Regions from separate parts of the Mus musculus genome. Here region 1 is linked to region 2. A link is a contact called in public promoter capture Hi-C data. All regions are on one chromosome and are shown on one strand. Each heading gives the region's core, a stretch centred on a gene start, on an enhancer-like site or on the middle of the called end of the contact. The rest is flanking DNA. Distances are from core to core; before and after follow the strand shown.

The links. Promoter capture Hi-C pulls out the DNA fragments that hold promoters and counts their contacts.
Region 1: a contact with region 2 is called in a promoter capture Hi-C map of pre-B cells, with 2.0 times the contacts expected there. The contact joins the promoter of Nab2 here to the promoter of Ctdsp2 in region 2. A contact is called at or near these places in 3 of 39 promoter capture datasets (embryonic stem cells, erythroid cells and pre-B cells), 5 of 484 Hi-C or Micro-C datasets (embryonic stem cells, muscle stem cells, myocytes and 1 more) and 3 of 115 datasets of contacts at active chromatin or transcription factors (embryonic stem cells, memory CD8 T cells and pancreatic cancer cells).

What each region holds. Positions count from the first base shown.
Region 1 is chr10:127,665,437-127,669,011 of GRCm38.p6, forward strand. It overlaps Nab2 (Ngfi-A binding protein 2), which reads right to left and starts at 1,267. Exons shown (of 7, transcript NM_008668.2): 1 at 940-1,267. The coding sequence starts at 1,022. 1700012D01Rik (RIKEN cDNA 1700012D01 gene) reads left to right here and starts at 1,687. Exons shown (of 2, transcript NR_045171.1): 1 at 1,687-1,947; 2 at 2,982-3,415.
Region 2 is chr10:126,976,722-126,980,668 of GRCm38.p6, forward strand. It overlaps Ctdsp2 (CTD (carboxy-terminal domain, RNA polymerase II, polypeptide A) small phosphatase 2), which reads left to right and starts at 1,996. Exons shown (of 8, transcript NM_001113470.1): 1 at 1,996-2,580. The coding sequence starts at 2,517. It overlaps Gm40798 (a long non-coding RNA gene), which reads right to left and starts at 799. Exons shown (of 2, transcript XR_872169.3): 1 at 1-799.

The DNA of each region.
Region 1 (3,575 bases), core at 17-2,516, 690 kb after region 2:
ACATTACTTAATGTAACATCCCATATTAAAGTTAACTTAGAATACTAAGAGCTATTGCTGGCAGCTGTACTCCTTGGCCAGGTAGCTGAGAGGGAGGGGTGTGGCCTCTTCCTTGGCATTTAGGGAACCTGGTAGACCCTTGCTCCTGTTCTTCGCTTCCAAGGATTAAAGCACCCTTCCTAGACTCTGTCCCAACTTTCCAAAGGCTGCCCAGTTCCCTTCAGTTACCCCCTCTCCTTTGATTGATCCTTCCTACTATTCAGCAGGCCCCTCTCTTCTGGGAAAGGGGGAGGGAAGCCTTGATTGTTCTGCTCTGGGGCCCTTCTTCCCACACACTCCCACAGTAGCAGCGTCTGTGGGCGAAAACCGCCTGGGGGCTCCCGCCTACTCTCCTCTCGCTTGTTTTCCACCCTTATCTTCGACAAGGGAGTGCGGGAGAGGTTGAAGGTCTCTTGAGGAAGGGGCTGCACCCCTCCTCACCCTGTGAATGGTCATTTCACGGACAAGGGAGGCCTGAAGCACACCCCCTTCAGGCCCGCAGATGCTTAACTCAAAGGAACCACCTTCTCCCGGATGCCTGCTAATGACACACTGAGACAGCTAAGAGCCGCCACCCCTCACACTGTTGACAGATCAAGCTCTGGAGCTTCCCCTGGCTGGGGGGACATTCTTTGCAGGGGGCTCATGTGCCAGGTTATGCCCACTGAGTAAACCTGGAGTGGAAAACGAGGCAGTACTCTATCGTATCCAGGTTCATCGGGTCTTTGTTTGCTTCCAGGATCCCCTATTTCGAATACTCACCCCCTTTTCCATCAGTCTCCACCTCCCACCTCCGTCCCGCTTCCCCACGTCCTCTTTTCGACCTCCACCCTTTAGACCCCATTCCGGAGTCCAACTCCACCCATCTCCACTCCCTGCCACCTCCTTTTGCCCACTAACTTGAATCTGGGTTGCGGGGTCCGGCGTGTGTTATCCCCTCTGCCAGGTGGCTGTTCCGCTGTGGGAGAGGGAGCTCTGTGCATGGACGGCCAGAGATCACCAGTGCCTCCCCTCTCGGTGCCCGGCGCCTGCTGCGCGCTGCTCTTTGCCTGGCGCGCGCGGCCCGGGTCCACCGCTGTCCAGGCTCCGTCCCTCCCTCCACGTCTTCTCTCTCGGAGCCTCCGCGCCTCTGTCTGTGCCTCTGCCCCCACCTCCCCGGCTGCGCTTGCCGCCTCTCCGCGCCTCCTCCCCCGCAGGACGCACAGGGAGCGAGGCCCGGCGCTGCGCTGGCTGCCGGGCTGGCGGGAGGAGGGCGTGGGCAGAACCGGGGGCTGGGACCGGAGGCGGTGGGTGGGAGCCCAGGCCTGAGCCTTGGAGAGGCTGCTGTGGAGACTGAGAGGAGGAGACTTGGGGGAAGGGGGGGGGGGGGAGGTGTGGAGGCGGAGCGGGGACTCAGGAATCGGGCGCTGAGTTGGGGACCGAGGTGACCGAGGCCGAGCTGTGGAAGGGGGAGCTTGGGGACCCAACGGGCGGGGCAGGTCGCTCCTTGCCGCCCACGCCGGATGCACAGCCGGCCCTCTCTGCGCCCACGTACCCACGTGAGCGCCCCGCCGGCTACATTCCTACTCCCTGCACCACTCCTACTCCTGTGAGCCGAGAGCGCAGTTTCACAACCACGCACAAGTATACAAAGACACGCGCACGTACGTGCACACGCGTCCAAACAACGACGCGGACGCCCGTTGGCCGCACTCTGGCCGCGCCGAGCCGTTAGTTTGAATGTTAGAAGTGATGGGGGAAAAGTTAGCGAAGGGTCGGGGTGTGCTGTTCCTCCTGCTCGGCTCCCCTAGGATGTATCCTTAGGGTAAACCTGTTAGCGCGGGGCTGCGCAGGAATCCCTTCGGTATCTTAACACCGTTCTCTGGCCTAAAGGTTGTAATATGAAGAGGCGGCTCTCAAACCTTGGTCGTAAGTTATACTAGAATCTACTATTTACTTGAGCGTTGGTTAGGCACGTCGGGGTTGCTAGGTAGAGCCCGGATGGGTTTACCATGTTTTCGTGGCACCCTCTTTTCTGATGGCCAGGCCTTACTGCTTGGACGACTAGATAGCAAAGCCAGGAAAAGGCAGGTACCTTCTCTGAGGTCATGAGTTATTGAACCTCTCTGGACAGTGAAGTGGAAGCTGAGCAAAAGGCTAAGAGTAGTCTACGTGACTGTCCACCGTGGAGGACCGCCTTCAAGGAGCCCAACCCCCTCGGTTTCTTCTAGTCCCATCTGGTTCCCATTACACGCCCACGGCTAGGAGGGTTGGGGGGGGGGTATTGGGCACGCGGGGGTTGTGTAGGCCTTTGGGGAAAGGGAGGGTGGGGGTGGAAAGCGTGGCCGACTGGCCAGAGGAAACGTCCCTCTAGTTTGAAACCTCGGCTCCGCCCCTCTGCTCAGCACTTGTGAGTGGCTTGCCCCAGCAGGGCGTGGGTGGTGTGGGTCGGGGCGGGTTCTACATTCCAGATTCATTCCAGACTGACGAGGAGGGGGATCTCTTGGTTTCCCGAAGAGGGATGGGTACTTTAGGAGGAACGATTTCAATAGCTCAGGTTTTTGTCTTCCAAACATACTAGGGATTGTAGGAAGGTGCAGGGTCCTTCTCCCGACCCTTTGCTACTAAGGAGGGCGCGACTAGACGGCCTTTCCTTCAATGTGTGCGGCGCCCCTCCCCCACTCCCCCGTCCGGTTATTTTGGAGTCTGGGCTGCCAGCCGCTGGCCCCGGGTTTCCTCGTGCCCCCGCCCTCCCCCCTGCCCACGCTCCCCGTGACGCACATCCTTCGCCCACACTGCCTTTGCTCCGGGCGCCCCCCTCCCTCCCACAGGTCCCTTTAGGGTGGCGCTAAGTCCTGGGGTCTGGAGAGAGGGAGGGCAGCTAGTGCCGCGGTAGGGGGTGGGGAAGCTTGGGGCGTGAAGCCGGGGAGCCGGAACTTACTGTGTGCCTGGTCCTGGTCCAGGAAAGAAGACGATGGAGAGACGCCGAATCTGAGGCCTTGGCTCCCGTGTTTGGGACCAGGAGGGAAGGAGAGAAGATAGATTTCGCTGAGACACTTGCCCGGGTCCCTTTGTGGGTCAGAATGGGTCCCGATGAGAACCTGAGTGTGAGAGTGAAACTACGGAGTATCATTTGTAGCTTTGTTCCTCAAGACTTGCCATGAGATTTAAGTAGAGCGCCTGTGTGGAAATTGTTAATTGTAGCTAGTCAGATCGAAGACTATTGACAGCATTTTGAGTTTATGTGTTTGTTTCTTTATATCTACTGTGTATCTGTGTCTGTGGATTGTATCCGAGTCCTTGTGTGTGTATTTTAAAATACATACATTAGGGGAAAAAAAATACAAAAAAGCAGCATTGACTTGTCAGGCCCCAGCAGAGGCCCAGAGCGCCCCCGCAGCCCGCAGCCAGAGCAGCTGAGAAGTCTGTTCTTCGCTTTCCTCCCACGGCTACCACCCCCACACACCCGCCTACTCTCTTCCGTTGAGAACAAGGAATTTCCAGCCTTTGGCAAAGGGTGTGTGTGTGTGTGTGTGTGTGTGTGTGTGTGTGTGTGT
Region 2 (3,947 bases), core at 746-3,245:
GCACACCCAAGGGTGAGATGCAACATGCATTTAACTCTGTTGTCTCGGGCACGAGCCACTGTACCCTGCACAGAGGACACCGAGACACGGAGTCACCATGTGCTGGACAAACAGACAAGGTCCTCTCATTCTGTCTAGTTATACACGAGACACGAGATCCAATAATGAACAGCACAATTCCTAGCCTCCAGGGGCCTTTTAAATCGTCAGAGAGTTCCTAGAGAAGGTGTGTAGAAGGACCCGAAATCATGACAGGCCTGCCTCAGTTTCCCCACTGCTGCTGCTGCTTCATCAGCTGGGACCTCAGATGAATCTCGATTAACCCTTTCCAGACCATGTTTCTTCCTCTCGAAGATGAGCATATCTATTCTGCTAACCATAACATGAAAAATTAAACAGGCCAGGTAATAATATATATGGAAGTACTTTATAAATATTACAGGGGAGAAACTATCTATGGAAGAGGAAATGAACAGGAGAGAAGTGTCATCCAACGGACAAGAGAGCAGGCCTTGGCAGGGAACCGCCTAGCTGGAGCACAGGGTCAAAGTCCAACAAGGTCCCTTAGCAACCGGCTGAGACAGTCCTTACAGATCCCATTGTTTTAAAGGTGGGAGGCAAATATGTCAGAACTCCCCCGGCTTCCTTTCCTTTAATGAATTAGAATCTACCCAGACTCAGGGTTTGAGGTTACATAAGCATCATTCAGATCCTCTCTAACAGTCACATTCATTTTAGAAAAACAGCATTTTCATTAAAATGGTGTTATGTAAAAAAAAAAAAAAAAAAAAAAAAGAAGAAAGAAAAGGGGGAAAAAAGGGGAAAAAAGAGCAGTGTGTGTGTGTGTAGAAACATTCGCACTTGTAAGGAACATAGGATATATACATATGATGATAGTGCCTTGTAGGTTATGACCTACTTGGACAAGATGAAGAGACACAAATGTCTAGCTATGAGGACTGCAGTAGGAAAGCCACCAGGTGCCCCCCACCCCCCATTCCCCAGGAACTATGGCCTTGAATCATAGTAACTCATCCATCACCAAAAAGCATTTGAAATGGGTCAATGGGATGGTTTAGCCAGTAAGAGCGCTTCCCAGGAAAGCCGAGTTTGATTCCCAGAGCCCACTGTGGAAGGATAGAAGAGACCTCCTTCAGGTGCAATGGGGTGCATATACAGCATACAATTTTTACAACAACCCGATACAGAGTTAAAACTGCTTCTTTGGAGCTGCTACTCCTAGCAGACAAGTGGAGAAACCCTTCCTGAGAAACCTTAAGTTTGGGAGTTCAAACCTGAGCCTGGGCCTAAAAAATGAGGGAGAGCTTTCTGGGTCCACTAAGCACCTCTATCCTCCTCAAACTGAGGATGGAACCATGAGATGGGAGTTGGGGGTGGGAGGGGGAGCTGGACTGGGAGGATAGGGTAGATGCCTGAGTGGGAGGGGCTGGCACCTAAGGTGGCCTTAATACATAAGGTGTCATTTCCAGAGGTCAGTTCCATTCCTCACACTCTGGAGTCTCGGTTCCGCCCCCTACACACTCCTTCCCAGGTACATATCAGCGGTATTCTTATATAAGGCACTGGGCTCTAAGCAGGAAATACCGTAACTGCCTCGAACCCAATCTGGCTTCTCCATTTTTCCCCAGGTTTCGTAGGGCGGAACCATTGAGCCTTCTTGGAGTAAAGCGTCGGAAACACAAACACCCCAGCACCGAGCACGGAAAGCGGAGCGTTGGAGTGGCCTTTTTAAGTAGTTGGGAAGGGGGTGTGGCCGAGAGGACCAGGAGGCCGCAGCCCAGCAAGCGGGGAGTGGCCCGGGGGCGTGGCCGTGGCGACTGGAATGTTGTTGGGTCCTTGCACCGCATAGTAAGGAGGGGCCACGCCCCCTTTCTGCGAGCGGGCCAATCGGAGTGCCGGAGCGGTTTCAAGTCTCCCCCGCCAGCCTGCCCGCCCGCCACCCCACCCCCCTCGGGGATTCGCTTTTTCCGTAAGAAAATAGCAAACCTCTGCAGGGTCCGCGGCCCCCGCTGCTCGCCGGAGGAGGGTCCCGGGGCCTAGGACGCTGGCCTGGAGCGGAACGCGCCGGCAGGCGGCGAAGAGGCCGGCCCAAGATCTGGGAGGAGCGCGGGGGTGGGCGCTGCAGCCGCGGGTTGTTTATCTGGAGTACGGAGGGGAGGGGGGAGCCTGGAAACCGCCCCGTGTCCCATTTCCTCCTCTTGTTTTCGCTCCGGATTCTCCATGTTGGACCCAAACTGAGGAGCCCGGAGCTGCCACCGGGGGATCGGGGCTGGGGGCACCGGGGAAGCCGCCGCCTGGCCCGCCCGCCCTCTGTGCAGGCCGCCTCCCTTCCCGGCCCGGGGAGGAAACGCGAGGGGGATGTGAACAGCTGCGGGAGTCGGAGTCTCGGGAGCCGGAGCCCGACGGGCCCCCGCCCAGGCCCCCCAGCCCAGCCCGCCTGCGCGCCCGCCCGCGCGTCCTCCCGCCCAGCCAGCCCGGGCCCGCGGGATTGTTAGATGGAACACGGCTCCATCATCACCCAGGCGCGGAGGGAAGACGCCCTGGTGCTCACCAAGCAAGGTAGGGGCGCAACTTCCCAAAACTTTGTGTCGCCCCCGAACGGGGAGGGGGCGGAGGATCCGGCTGGACCCGGGGTCCGTCGGTCCTCGCGCACCCGTCGGGCTCTCGGACCCCGGTGGGGGCTGAGCGAGGCCCCGGCTGCCAGCGCCGGGCGGGAGGGTGTCATCCGCGCAGCTGTCACCCGTCCGGCCACCCCTCCCCCCCCGGGGGCAGTCAGAGGCTCGGGAGGGCGCGCGTCGCGCCAGGCCACCCGCGCCGCCCCCACCCGAGCCGCGGAGATGGAGTGGTCACTCCTCCCCCACCCACCACCGCTGCGCGCCTGCCCCGGGGCTCTGGGGAGGGTACGAGGGGTCCCGAGCTGGAACGCCACCGGGACCGGAGTTTTCACGCAGGACCGGGATGCCCGGGAGCTCGGCGGTGGCGGCGCGGGGACTCGGGACGAAGTTCACCGGCCCGAGGCGGGGGCGGTGGTGGGGGAGGGGGGAGGGCCGCGGTCACTGCCGGGCGCGGGACTCTCTTCGCGGCTCGGCGGAGCAAACAAGCCGGACCCGAGGCCCGGCCGGAGCCCCTCCCTGCCCCGTGCGCTCCCCCGGGGCCGCCGCTGCACAGACACAGCCGCGTTTGTTTAGCCCGGGAGCGGTGTCCCTGGTTACATAATTCGCCGGATGGCATCAGACCCAGCGTGTTTCTGAATCGCGCAGCGAAAAAGTGCGAGTTTGTCTGTGGGCAGAGGCTCGCGACCCCCCACCCCGATTGCAGGGGGAGGTCGTCGGATTGAAGCAAACAGGGACGTCCGCAGGCAGGCCCTATCTGGGGTGTGCTTGGGGAGCGAAGCGGAGGCCTCAGCCTCCCGCGGGGGCGGGGAGGAGATTGGGGCTGGGAAAATGGGATTGCTCGGTTTGATCACAGTGGGGTCCCCTGAAACTCTCCTCTCCCCTATGTTCATCTGGCCTTGAGCATTGTGTTCAAGATAGCTGGTAGAAATTTCCGCCCAGAGTAAGGACTAGTGTTGCCCCCCTCCCTCCTTTTTCTTTTTCTAGAGAACTCCCAGGACTGTGGCCACTTGGCTCAGAGGCTGAGAGGCGAGCACGCTCTTGGAACCAGATCTCAGGCGCTGCAGCCCTTTCTTTCTATTCCGGAGGGGCATAAAAGGCCCGTGCCACAATTGAGTAGACTGAGACCTAGAGCCTGGAAGGAGGCCAGCTGTGGGGCCTGGGTGTAGTCATCCCCTACTAATACTAAGCAGCAGGTCACTTTTTCCTGGGGTTCACTTCCCAAGGAGTCTACCCAACTTGCCTTAGCCTAGGGGCAGAGCAGCTGGGCTGGTGTCCCAGGCTCTCTGGAATTCCTTGTTAGGTTGGGGGAAG